Linked DNA regions of Pan troglodytes: region 1 is linked to region 2. The links are chromatin contacts, called in public capture Hi-C maps. All regions are on one chromosome and are shown on one strand. Each heading gives the region's core, a stretch centred on a gene start, on an enhancer-like site or on the middle of the called end of the contact. The rest is flanking DNA. Distances are from core to core; before and after follow the strand shown.

Evidence for each region. Capture Hi-C pulls out chosen DNA fragments and counts their contacts.
Region 1: a contact with region 2 is called in a capture Hi-C map of stem cell-derived neural stem cells, with 5 times the contacts expected there. The contact joins two enhancer-like sites. A contact is called at or near these places in 1 of 1 datasets of contacts at active chromatin or transcription factors (stem cell-derived excitatory neurons) and 1 of 1 other capture datasets (stem cell-derived neural stem cells).

What each region holds. Positions count from the first base shown.
Region 1 is chr5:49,862,637-49,869,206 of NHGRI_mPanTro3-v2.0_pri, reverse strand. No RefSeq gene overlaps it. Among named protein-coding and RNA genes, the nearest start is that of LINC03040, 31 kb to the left of the region's middle. Within about 2 kb of position 4,241, at least 1 of the 24 cell types and tissues checked has an H3K27ac peak or open chromatin away from gene starts, as enhancers often do. A contact at or near this core is called in stem cell-derived neural stem cells, where this site is marked.
Region 2 is chr5:49,663,275-49,670,269 of NHGRI_mPanTro3-v2.0_pri, reverse strand. VEGFA (vascular endothelial growth factor A) reads right to left here. Exons shown (of 5, transcript XM_063813048.1): 2 at 3,966-4,017; 3 at 693-889. Among named protein-coding and RNA genes, the nearest start is that of VEGFA, 4.7 kb to the right of the region's middle. Within about 2 kb of position 3,204, at least 6 of the 24 cell types and tissues checked have an H3K27ac peak or open chromatin away from gene starts, as enhancers often do. A contact at or near this core is called in stem cell-derived neural stem cells, where this site is marked.

The DNA of each region.
Region 1 (6,570 bases), core at 2,992-5,491, 200 kb before region 2:
TGTGGCCTCTCCTACATCTTCCAGGCTGCTTTCTTTCCCCAAGGCAGGGTGGAGTCCTCTGCCATCTTCAGGCTGCCAGACTCTCCACCTCCGTGAATCAGCAAACCCTTTCCAGGGCCAGCAGTGGGCTCAGCACTTTTTTGAGTGCTTTGCGGAGCGTGTGAGGGAGGAAGTCAGAGAAGCCACACTTGGCATAAAGGAGCCAGGGCACGCAGACCTGAAGCTCCAGGGACTACTCATGTGGCAGGGTGTACCCAGGGACCCCAGAGGTGCTCTTCCACCTCCCTTCTAACCACTGCCTCATCTTCTCCCTTTTCCTGGAGAGCTGCGCCCCTTCCCCATGGCCTGCCTTCCATGCTGTCCTCACCCCACAGCCCAACCTGGTTCCTGCCCTCTGCTGTCCCTGCTAGAACCTCCTGGGCACCAAATCTGGAGGGTCCAGTTTGAGTTTTTATTTCCTTGGCCTGCTCAGGGCCTCCCCATGCTGACCTCCCTCATTACTAGGATGGCCGTCCTCCTGGGTCTCCCCATGTTGACCTCCCTCATTACTAGGATGCCCGTCCTCCTGGGTCTCTGTTTTTGTGTTCTTGAAGGGCTCCCAACCCTCTGCTGGTCCCTGGGAGGTTGGGAGTCCTCAGGGTAAGATGGGGGCTGCTTCTCTTCTCCCAGAACCCACTCAAGGTCTCAACCATCAACACTGGCCCCCAAATCCATTCCTCTACCTCAGGTTTTCCTTCCTGAGCTCCAGATCCCTGAAGTTCTCACGGGCCCCTCAAAAGTGACATGATCTAAACGCAAGTCATCACTTTCTCTGGCAGTCCCTCCTCAGCTCCACCCCAGCCAACAGCACCCTGTGGATCCACTTTGCAGTTTGGGGCCTTCTCCCTCTCTCTGCTGACTTAGCTTCCTACACATAGCAGGCCAGGCCCTCTTTTTCTCAATTACTGCCACCACTTCCTGCCCAGCTCCTGTCTCCTGCCTTTCCCATTCCCATTCATTCTCATTCAGCAGCCCCAGGGAGCTTTTCAAAGTACAAACCTGGGCCGGGTGTGGTGGCTCAGGCCTGTAATCCCAACTACTCTGGAGGCTGAGGTGGGAGGACTGCTTGAGCCTGGGAGGTTGAGGCTGCACTGAGCTATGATCACACCACTGCACTCTAACACGGGTGACAGAGTGAGACCCTGTCTCAAAAGAAAAGAAAAGAATAAGAAAGTACAAGCCTGGCATGATCCTCCTGAAAATCTGTTGTTTGCAGAAGCAAGTCCACGTGTCTTTTGGAAGCAGGCCAGGTATGCGCAGTGCCGGTGAAGCCAGGCTGCTGGCTGTGTGACTTGGGCAAGTGCCTCTCCCCTCTTGAGTCTCCTTTTCCTTCTTTGTAAGGTCTGTCTACCTCCTAGGGCAGTTCTGAGAGCCATATGAGATAACACACATAATGGGTCTAGAACTGTGCTGGCCTGCAGAGGTGCTAAAACAGGGGTGTTAGCGTTACTAGCTGCTTCTTCTCCCCAAGCTCCCTGTGGCTTCAACTCTTGCCTTGTTCCTATATGATAATGCAGCCAAACCTTTGTGCCTCTACCCCTCTGACCTTACTCTTCTTTCTGCAGGATATGCCCCCTACCACAGGCTTAGCTCACCTACAACTTTTCCTACTTCAAGGCTCAGAATGAGTTCCAGCCCTCCGTAGCACCACTGACTCCTTGCGGTTCTAGCATCTAGCGCTCTATTGGGCCTCAGCCCCTGAGGGGCAGAGCAGGAAGCTGTCAGGACACCCCATCAGTTGCAGAGACCTCAGGTCTCAGGACAGGGTGTGACCTAGAAGGGAGCTTCCAGCTTGAGGTCCTGGTGTGGGAGTGCTGTCCATATATGTCTCCCCAGTGGACTCAGGTCACAAAGTGTCCACCGAGGAGGGATGGGCCCCCTTCGTGGGAGAAGTGGTCTCTCCCTGGTGTCAAGAGAGGTTGCCAGCACCAATAGGCCAGGCCCTACAGGGAGCTCACTCAGACACCAGGGACCAGGCCAGGCCCCTGCATGGGGCTGTCCTGGTCTTCCAAGACAGCTTCAAGCATGTCAGGAACAAGGAGGCAGCTGTGGGTGGAACACACACCTGCTGATGGACAAGGAAGCTCTCACAGGGGAATGTGGGAGAAAGGGAGAACTTTCCTGGAAGTCTAGGCTGGAAGTAGCAGGAGGAGGGTAACGGGAGGATGAGAGGGACAAATCTGAATGATCTTCAGTGATGACCTCGTCCTGCCTGCCTGGTGTTCCCAGGGTCTCTAGAGCTGTACTGTCCCATACAGCAGCCACTAGCCCCATGTAGCTACTTAAGTTAAAATGAAGTAAAAGTAAAATCCAGTTTCTTGGTCACATAAGTCATATGGCAAATGCTCATGGCTGCCACACTGCATAGCACAGATACAGAAGGACTCTTTCATCACAGAGAGTTCTAGCTTGAGTGCTAGCGTTGTTCCAGAGCCTGGCTGCCCCGATTCAAACCATCACTCTGCTACTGCTAAGTTTGGGCAAATTACTGGACTGCTCTGTGCCTCAGTTTCCCCATCTCTAAATGGGGATCATGACAGTTATTGAGAAGGTTAAATGAGTTAAATATATGTAAAGTACTTAAAACAGTGTCTGGAACATGGAACAGGAATTGTGAATCTGCTGGTAGAGAAAGACACAGCTATGCCAAGGCATTAAAAAGATATTACTGACTTTTTGGAAGGGAATATAAAATTCATATATACAGGAAAAAGCCACCCACACAACCGACCCTCAGCCGCCCATGTCACTCTGCCATTAGAAGCCTGTGCGTGCCTTGTTTGCTAAGATGGCATCATCACCTCCCTTCCGCAGAAGAGGCAAAGGACCTGCTCAAGACCAGCAAGGTTTGAGAAGGGAACCAGCTCTCTGGCTCCAGGCCCAGAGCTTACCTCCACTGCCTTAGGTGGTGCCCATGATTCCCTATTTCCTTAAACGTGCCCCACAGGCACCCCTCCTTAGATGATGTATATTACTGCCTTATCTCGCCCACCATTAGGAAGTCCTTTCTCACGTCTGATCTCAGTCCCACCACTTGTGGTGCAACCCCTATATCTAAGGCTGCCTGCATGGAGATAGCACGGGACCGGAGGGGGTAGCGGGTAGGGAGAGGGGAAAAGGCTTCTCCGTGATCTAGTTCCAGAAACCACTCTCACTGAGGAAGTCAGTTCATCCTGATATTTAACTTTAGCCCCACCATGGGTCAAGCCTGTTCTTCCTGCCTATCCTTGGAGGACATGGGGCATTTACCCCAGGGCTTCCATATCTGCCCTGCAGAGATAGGAATCAAGCCCTTGTACTTCCTGACTTGACTCTTGGCAGGGGGACTCCAGGGTTATATATAAGGTAGACTCAGTGCTAGCCCAAGCAAAAAGGCACATCTCAACCCTGACTATCCAGGGAAGGCTAGTACTCCAGCAAATCCTGTACGGACTATGCTGCCCATTGCACAGATGGGGAAACTGAGTCCCTGGGCAAATGAGGAGCTTTCCCCCAAGCACACAGCCAGGAAGACTGTGTTCATTGCAGTCCTCTCCCCAGTCTACCCAGGTCGCAGGAAAGCACTGGCAGTTTGCAGGATCCCTGAGCCTGAGCCATAGGTGCCGAAAAAGCAGCTGATTGACTGTCCTTTATAACTTCAAAGCAAGTAGCGTCATCTTTGTCTCCTTAAGATCCAACATGGAGTTTAAGAGAGAAGTCAGAAAGAACCTGTTGACAGTAGGAAATGAGGGAAACTGTGGAATTCACTTTTCTGAGGGCATTTTAACTAACAGATACGCAAGCAAGTCTGCCTAGTCCAGCAGTTCAGGTTGTCTGCTGTATCAGAGGATGAAATTTCTTTAATTCAAACTGACATTTTCAAAAGGGTTGTGGGGGTGGGTGCTGTGGACTAGCCACCCTTGTACCATGCTTTGACTGGTCTGGCCTGGGAGAGAAGCGGTGGTGCCCGTCCCTACTCTTGCTCCCAGCCTTGTCTGCTCCCTGCCTTGCCCCCCTGCCCACCCTGGCTGCCTCCGGTCTCCCGTGATTGAAATCTCCCTGCTGGTCTCAGAGCTGACCTTCCCGCCTTTAATTCAATCAGGAATCACAAGCCCTTTTAATTTAGGAAATAAAAGGCTGGCTGCTGAGCAGGCTGCACCTGATTGACGGGGCTGCCAGCTTGGTCAGGCTGGCCTGGGGAGGGGGCATAGACCCGTGACCTCAGCTGGCCTCTCTGGGGTAGGAATGCTCCCCCAAGCCTGGGGAACAAAGGAGGACCACCCCCCTCCTGATTCCCAGCAGAGGAGGGGCCAAGGCCACATGGTAGGGGGTGGCTGCTGGCTGGCCCAGAGAAGCTGGGGAATGTCAAGCTCTCACTGCAGCCTGAGGGACTTGGGGTAGACACAAGGGAGGACTTTGCAACTGACTAATTCCTCTGTTCTTGTTATGTGATTCTGGGTTGATGCTCCAAAGTATTGCAACAACGCATTTTTATTTTCCAAAAAAGTAGAAGAGGCGCCAGAGGAATCAATGCTAGCTTTTCTGGACTTTGGTTTCTCATCCATATATAAAGGTAGACAGGGACCCAGCCACCGGGCTGTTGTGAGCATTAAATGAGTTAATGAAAGCTCACTGGCACATAATAATCGCTCATTAAATTATAGCTAATAACATTCTTAATAATATTATTCTTCTAGAGGCATACAGAGGTCTCCACTTCTACTTGGAAGTGGAGGAGACTTGGGGGAGAGAGTCCAGGGTCCTGGGCCCTGTTGCTTGCTTTCTCTCCTTGGAGACAGCCCAGGACAGGTCCCGTCAGCACCTAGGTTCCTTCCCCGGGGGAGGCAGGCTGGGTCAGTGGAAAGCTGCCTGCTCAAGGAGTAGAATTCTGGTTCAGCATATTTTGGCCTCACTTCTCTGAGCCTTAGTTTCTTCCTTTGGAAAATGGGCTAGTAGCACCTACCTGGTAGGATTGCTTTGATGCTGTTTAAAGTGCCCAGGCCACAGCCTGCCAAGTATTAATAGGAGGTGCTCAGATTGTGGTACCTCCCTCTCCTGACCCCCCAATCAAGTGCTCAGCCCAGCCTACCCAAGTGGTTTTGGCCTCCATCCTGAACCTACCCTGGCCCTATGGGAAACCCCATTTCCCTGTGATCTGAAGCTGAGCTCTAAGAGGCCACTACCCTGTTCCTGTTCAACCATATTGCATAAATGTCCTATGGCCTGATTCCCACAGGGTTCTGCCTGTGGCCAGGATCTGCCTCAGATGCTCCTTCCACTGTGGCTGGTTTTACTTTCCAGAGATGAATGAGCCTGTAGAATGAACCACCTTAGGGCAGGCGGAGATGGCTGGCAGCTCCCCATGTGTGTACAGCCCAGTGCCTAGCATGAAGAGATGCTCAAGGAGGTCTCTCCCCAAAGTCTGCCCCACCCTCCTGTCCTAGGGGTATTATAAAAACATATACTATAACATCATTCTTTGGTTTCTCAATAAGCAATGCTACACAGCTCCTGTATAAAATATGTTTGGCGATAAAGGTAATAGTCACAGTGGATGCCCACTTGAGCTTCAGGCTTACTCCGTGCTAGACTTGGTGTTGAGTGCTTGAGACACACTGTCTCTCTCCTACTTCCCTATGAGGTAGAGATTGCACTGCATCTTTGAGGAGACTGACACTCAAAGAGATTGAGTCACTTCTCCAAGCTGACCCAGCTACTAAGCAGCAGTGCTGGGATCTGAATCCAAGCCCATTGTCAGTCCTCTGCAGACTTGGCTGGGCAGTTCGTAGAAGATTCTCACGTCTGTTGTTGCATTTGATGGCGTAGCAACCTCAGGGTTTTGCCAAGTGTGTGATTGTCATTATTATGATCCCATCCTACAGGAGAGGAAATGGAGATTCCCACATCACACAGTAAGTAAAGATGGGACAGGGACTTGCACTTCCGCACTGTGCTCAGGTCTCCACTGTAAGCACAGCCCTCCCTCCTGGTTTAAAAGCATTCCCTTACTGCTTAACATCAGTGTTCCAACGGGATAGTTCATTCATCCATTTGGTAAATATTTATCAGGCACCTACTATATTTTAGGCCCTGTGTGGGAGATTAGTGCTGAACAAGCCAGAACCTGTTCCCTTCCTGAAGCTTTCCATCTCTGTGGGTGAGAAAAACTTGAAATAACTGCACACACAAAAATGATAAAAACTGTGATAAGCATTGTTCTTGAGGTGGGGTGGGTGGGTGATCAGAGAAGAACATTGAAGTGTGAATGCAGATCAGCCCTGGAAAGTGGGTTTGGAGGCTGGGAAGAGCAGTCTAGGCAGAGGCTCTGAGACAAGAGTGAGCCTGTGAATAAGGGTGGAGGCACTCAGAGGAAGAGCAGGAAGAAAGGGGCCAGAGCCTACATGGCCTGGGGGGCTCACCCTCACCCTAAGAGGAGGGCCTAAGGTTGGTTTTTATTTCAAGATAGTAGAGAGGAGAGTGGAGGGGGCTGAGTGGGTACAGGGTCCTCAGTCAGGAAGCAACCTTAGTGGTCCAGGCACAGGGCTGAAGGGG
Region 2 (6,995 bases), core at 1,955-4,454:
CAGGGATGGGTGGTGGAGGCAGGGAGGACCAAGAGCTCTAGCAGGAAAGAGGCTCAGGCCCACCCCACCCCAACTCCCCCAACCCTGCTGGCCTCAAGGAGCCCTTGTTCCACTTGAGGCCAAGACATGGCTGCAAGGGTTGGCCAGGCTGGGAATTCAAATCCTAGGTTCTTACCACTCCCCATCCCCTCCCCTTCTTTCATCCTCTCTAGGCTTCACCCTGACTCCTAGTAGATACCCGAAAGCAACCCCCTCCCTGTGTTTCACAGCTCCCTCCCACCCTATCTGGGCTGAGATGTGCCCCATTACCAGGTAACACCAAAAGACTTTTTAAACTCTCCATGGACCAGGCTCATTCAGCTTCCCAAACAAAGCCCCCAAGAGGGGGGGCACTCAGGACTCTCTCCAAGAGAGGGAGAGAGGGGCTCCTGACACAGGCATCCATCTGTCCCCTCCTGAGCCCATGGGCAACCATCAGGGAGAAGGAGATGGTTGGGGCTTGCTGGGAACCTGGGCTGGGAATGAAGCATCTTCTCTACAGAAGGCAAGACCCCACCATACCTCCCCTGTGCAACTCAGGGGCAGGAGCCAGACAAGGCAAATCTAGCCAGGAAACGACCTGGGACCACCTGTTCCCAAAGTGTTACCCCCCTCCCTATCCCCCCCTTGCCCCACTTCCCAAAGATGCCCACCTGCATGGTGATGTTGGACTCCTCAGTGGGCACACACTCCAGGCCCTCGTCATTGCAGCAGCCCCCGCATCGCATCAGGGGCACACAGGATGGCTTGAAGATGTACTCGATCTCATCAGGGTACTCCTGGAAGATGTCCACCAGGGTCTCGATTGGATGGCAGTAGCTGCGCTGATAGACATCCATGAACTTCACCACTGCATGAGAGGCGACGACACATGAGCCCGGTGGGCGACACAAAAGATGGCTAGCCCCTCTCTCCACCCAGCTCTGTAATGCCACTCTTTGGAGCTTCCGAATCAGGCAAGTCCTTCCAAAATCTAATGTAAGTCCCTCCTACTGTGTTTGAAGCACTTCCCTAAGCTTTCCACCATCAACACTGGTGAAGGCCTGTTTTCATTCCAGAGATCACACGATGTACTCAAGTTCCAAGGGACACGGCCTGCCACATCTGATCCCGCCACCTCACTGTGACAGCTGAACTGAATCCTGGGCCAACCTCGATGCCAGAGGACAGTTTGAGTATGGGTATACCCCATGGGGATGCTCTAAGCTTTCCCTAAAAGGAGGAAGAGCCAGCTTTGCCAAGCTAGTCTCCAGTTTCCTACGTCCTCCCCACAACCACTACCATAACGTCAACCATACCAACAGCTGTTTATTGAGCACTTACTACATCCTGAGTACTGTGTACAGTAGTCCACAGCTATCATCTCACACAAGTTTCTCCACATGGTACTATTAGACACTATTGAGATTCCATTTTACAGATGGGGAAAAGGAGGCTCAAAGAGGCTAAGTAAGTTGCCCCAAGGCCGCACAGCTAGTAAGTAAAGGAGTCAGAATTAGCTGACATCAAAGTGTTCCCAAGCCTATATTAGGCAAAAACAGAGGAGGCACCTTTCAGGAGGAGGCACCTTTCCCCCTGCCAGTCCTCTTCCCCAGACATGAGCTGAGAAGGTGGTGGGCATCAGCACAGGGGCTGGGCCCTCCTGGAACCCACAGGTGGCAGTGGGCGGACACGCTGTGCCAGCCCTGCCAGCCACTGATAACCCCGCCCAAGAGGGCAAACTGCTTGCATCATGGAAAAAACAGTGCTGCCACTGTAGCCACGAAACATTTCTAGAAGCTGATCTGAAGGGAGACCAGGGTAGAGACAGTTTCCCAGGCTGGCCGCGAAGCCTGGGGTGCACTGGAGCATGAAGGGGTAATTCTGGGCCACAGGGGCGGGGCCCTTGAGAATAAATAAATGCAGGACTCTGGCATGACTACTCCAAATTGTGGCCCAGCCTGCCACGCCTATCGCACCCCACCACCACTACCACATAGCAATCCTGTCCCTGAAATAGGTTCCCTACACAGAGGGAAGAAATAACACCTGGCTAGTGAGGAGGCCCAGGCTCTGGCCATGAGTTGGTATGACCTTGGGCCAGTCCCTCCCCTCTCTAGGCCTCCAACTCTGCTCAACTGTGTAAGTGGGTTGGACTGATCTCTAAAGATGCTGAAACAGGCTGAAAAGGTGGTGTTTTGGCTTCCATTTCCAGCCCTAGGAACAAGTGCTCTTTTTTCAGCCTGGGTAATATGAAGTTTAGAACTTCACCAAAGCATCTTAAGTGTATGCCTCGTGGACTTCCACCCCAGCTCCCAACCCCCACCCCCCAGAGACCACAGCTGAGCCTCCCCCTCACTCCTCCCTCCAAGGTCTGCTTTCCAGAAGAATAAAGGACAACGAGGGGGGCTATGTACACAACAGGTTGATTGGGAAGAAGGTGGGGAGAAGGCCACAGGTGTGAAAACAGAAAGAACAGTGGGGAAACAGGCCAGTCCACTGCTTCCTGTGAGGTCTCTATTTCTTTTATCCAGACCACCAATGGGCACAGAATCCTTCTCTACCCACGAAGGGTTACGGCAAAGCATCATCAAAAAGAGTGAACGAGACCAGAAGTCTGAAAAGGTCATTTTTTAAAGCCAAGTCGATAGGGGAGAAGATGACTAATCAAGAAGTTTTGAACTGCCCCTTCATCACAATTGGGACAGAGGAGGGCCAGGCTTGTGGCCCAGGAGGGGATAGCAGGAAGGTCTGGCCTGGGCAAGGGGTTGGTAACTGAGGGTAAAAAGACCTGGGGTAGGAATTCCCCCAAAAAGCTTCCCCTTGGAATGAATCCCCAAGTCCCATGGGAGGTGGAGGGGGGGAACCTCACCCGCATCCTTCATCAGGCAGCCGCCCCTCCAAGGAGGGCTGGCCTCCACTGCCTGGGGGAGCACACACATACACTCCAACAACCAGGCTTTCGTGGTTTTCCTTATTTATCGCAGACAACCTTTTCTCCAGCAAACAAAGACCATTTGTCCTGCCTCTCCCAGACCAGAGACCACTGGGAAGCTGGAAGGGGTAAGTGGCACACTGGAAGCAGGGGGCCGGTCAGTGGCTGAGAAGCCAGGTCCTAGGCCAAGGAAAGGGCTCCTGGGGTGGGGAAGGAGGAGGCAGAACAGGCTGGGCATCACCACTGCTGGCCACTACCCAGCCACGCCAGATTTAGGTCAGGGAAACTCGCGGGAAGGAAGACCCCAGGGCCTTCCCTCCCCAGAGGTGGAGAGCACAGGCCACAGTCAGTGGTGGGGAGAGCCAGGGTGTCCCCAGAGAAATGGGAGGATCCAAACCACAACGGAACAAAAGGCAGGCGGACTCGCGGTTGGGCAGGGGGGCGGGGCGCCTGGGAGCTACAGCCAGCCCTCTGCTGGCCTGGGAGGGAAGTTCACAGCACCCGAACATAGTCAAGTGGGGTTTTCTCCACCCCCAAAGGAATGCAAACCAGGGAAGGGAGGGGAGATCCCATTAGGCTGAGCCCTCTGTGCCTCCAGCTCACACAGGAAGGGTCACAGTTCCCACAAATGGGACATGTCTATATAGGAAATGACACTAAATGTCCACTCTCCCCTGGGAGCTAGGGGAAACAAGGGACACTTCCCCCAACACCTAGGATCCCTGAACACTGTCTTCCTGCTCTGTGCGCACGACTCCTTCTCCAAATAAAATTTTACTGGAAAGAGCAGAAGAAAAAGGCAACAAGTCCTACTTCTAGCAGAGACCTGAACAGCAGAGAGTCCTCACGAAACTGAGGGTGAACCTCATGGTGCCCAGCTCTTTCTTTCTTGATCCTTATATTCCTGTGCCCCTTCCCCTTCCTCCCCACAGTTCTGAAGAAAAAGGATTTAGGCCATCCACCCATCCCCTGAGAGGACAGGGAACCCCATCCAACAGCCAGGGGGACTCACCTTCGTGATGATTCTGCCCTCCTCCTTCTGCCATGGGTGCAGCCTGGGACCACTGAGGACAGAAAGAGAGCAAGGCATGGGCATGGGCAGGGGCTGGGGTGCACAGGCCCAGCCACCCAGCCCCTCCTCCCTCCTCACTTCCCTCCCACCAACAGCCTCTGGCTTCTCCAAGTCTTCTGAGTCGAACAGGACACAACCGGGGGTCCCCACGGGCACAGAATATGCCCACCACTCCTGGACTGCTATGGTTATGAACCCGAGGAAGTTAAAGACTAACCAGATGTTGGGGGCTGGGGAGCTCGAAATGCAGGAGGAAAACCCCAGAATGCTTCACTGTCGAGGTCCCCTGTACCTTCCCCACACTTCCCTCTCCCTGCTCTCACTATCCCCCTGATTCCCTGGTCCAAAGCCATGGTAAGTATTAAGGTCAAATAGGAGGACAAATTTGGACTGGGGCAGGAAGGAAGGACTAGGGGCGAGAAAAACAACATGGTGACCTTCTCCTGCTGACATGACAAATACCAGGGTGAGCTGGTGTTGGAGACGGAGGGGGGTGCCGAGGACCGAAGGGCACCAACCACCCTCCCCCATCCAAGCTCTTCTAGTCCTTAGGAATAACCCAGCATGCCCACAGGTTGCTTAGAGGGTAAAAACCCAGGAGGAGACCCTGGGGGAGAACCACATTTTCCTCTCTACACAAATCTCTCCAGAGCCTCAATAGATTTCCAAAGCCTCACCTGTCTCCCACTCCTACCTGTTCCCTGGTTTCTTCTCCCTCCCAGGGTGAGGAGGTGCCAAGCCCCTCTCACCTGGGCACCTTCAAATGCCACCAGGGATCAGGGAAGGCTTTTATGCCTTGGCACTGCCCAGCCCCTAGGGGGCCCCCTGCACCACCTTAGGCCTGAGGCCTCCTCTAACCCTCCCCACCCGCACCAGATCATTCCTCCCCTCGCCAGAAGCTGTGAAGGTCAACACGCCAAGACATGCGGACCTGACAGCACCCAAAAGGAAAGGCTTCTGCCAGCCCTTCCTGAGGGTCTCCAGCTCTCACCAACTCCCCTCCCGCCCAGCACTCGCAGAGTAGAGGGGCACTCTAGCCTACGGAACACCAGACCCTGCTAGGGGAGAGTCCCACTGTCCATCTTTCTTTCCCTCTCCTTCCCACACACCCCAAATGCACCCCACTCAGGTACCCCAGCCCTGCTCCCAGAGACAGCCAAGGTCACAGGAAGCCCCTCTCAAGAGAAAACAACAGTTACCAGGCTTCCAGCTGGACAGCTTACCACTGCGGCTCCTCCAGGGACCCCCTGGATTCTGCACCTCAGCCCCCTCACCCATTCCCATGACACCCCCTGCCTTCCCCCTGACAATATTCTTGCGGGACCCTCCACTCCTCCTGGGCCCCAAGGAGGAAAGGGGACGGAAATTTCATACCCCTTCCAAGGCCAGGGGGCACAGGAGGGGCGGTTCTAGGCAGGCAGGGGCCAGGTGTCCTTCTCTGGGGGCCTCTGAAGGTCACACTGTGGCCAGGCAGCCACTCCTCCCCCTCCTCCCTACTTGGAGGCCTGTAGCCAAGGCCTTTGTGCCAGGGTCTGAGGAACTTGCGGTGTTAGCAGCGACCCCTGTCCATGGCTTTCCTCTTGCCTCCTCTCCAAGGGAATTCTGGCTGAGGGAAGGCGTCAGAGAGGAGCGGAAAGGGACCCTTTAGAGTCCCTTTCAGAAGCAAGTTGGGTGGGCAAGTTTGGAGTTCCAAAAAAACACCTGCTCCAGCGCTGCCTTTCACCAGGACAAAGTGTGTGCAAGGCTGGCAGGAGCTCCTTTCCAGGGTTCAGGAAGGACTATTCCCATGCTGCCCGTGTCACAGCAAATTTCAAGCCATTTCTCCAAAAGGGTAAAGTGGGGCAATGACTCTTCAAATCCTCCCTTGACCCACCCCCACGAGAGCTAAAGCACAGCTCACTCGGAACTGTTGGGGAGGGAAGGGAAGCACACTGTCACCAAGTCGGGACTTTCGGTGGAATGTGACAAAGCGCCCGGTGGGCTCCCGCGCCACGACTTCTGACAGTGATCATCCTTTCCCTGGACTCTGGGGCCGGAAAGGGGTTAGATGGATCTTCTCCGCAGAGAGAAATGAAAATAAACGGGGTGACAGGGGCTTCTCTCCACGCTAAAGAGGAAATGGGTGAAGAGAAGGGGCGTCAGGAAATTCCTCCTAGCACTGGGCAGAGGTAGGGTCTGGAGACAGTAGGAAGGGGTAGGGATGGTTCTCTGGATCCCCGGGCTGGGGCTACCTCGAGAGGTCACCTTCCCGCGGAGGGCTGGCGGGGGGAGGGGTGCCGCTCGCCACTCTGGGCTCCCCATTCGGGCAGCCGAGGCTCCGGGAACACGCGGCCGGCCAGGCCCGGGCTGATGTAATCGGCTCCGCGCCGCGCGCACCCGGCCGGGCGGGGGAGGGCGGGCACCGAGCGGGACGCGAGCGGGGACGGGCGGGGTTGGCGCGGCGCAGGTGGCCCAGCAGGGAGGGGGGGTCCCCGCAGCAATCCACCCCAAAACTTTTCCCAAACTCGCGGCGAGGGCTGAAGAGACCGAGTGGCAGTGACAGCAAGCCCCCTCTCCCTCCTGCGCCCTGCCCCCTCCACGCTCTCTGCCCTCCCGCGGTCCAAGGTCCGAGCACCCCCTGCCCGCTGGTCTCTGGCTCCCGCCCCCGCTGCTCAGACTTCCAGTTCGTCCGGGACCAGCGGCCGGGAGCAAACTTCAGCCGGCAGCGGCAACGCAAGCCCAGCCCCCTCGGCCTCCTCCTCCGGCTCCCGCCCTCGGCTGGTCGGCCCAGATCGTACGTGCGGTGACTCCGGTGGGTGGGCAGGGCCCGCGTGGGCGGTGAGCCTCTCTCCGGGTACCCTCCCACCTAGCGCGCGCCCCCTCCCCCTGCACCTAAGACGACAGAGGGGGACGCCGCACGCCTGGTGCCCATGGACCCGCGTGGGGCACGGAGCCCCCACGCGCGCGCTCGCACGCACGTCCCCAGCCGGG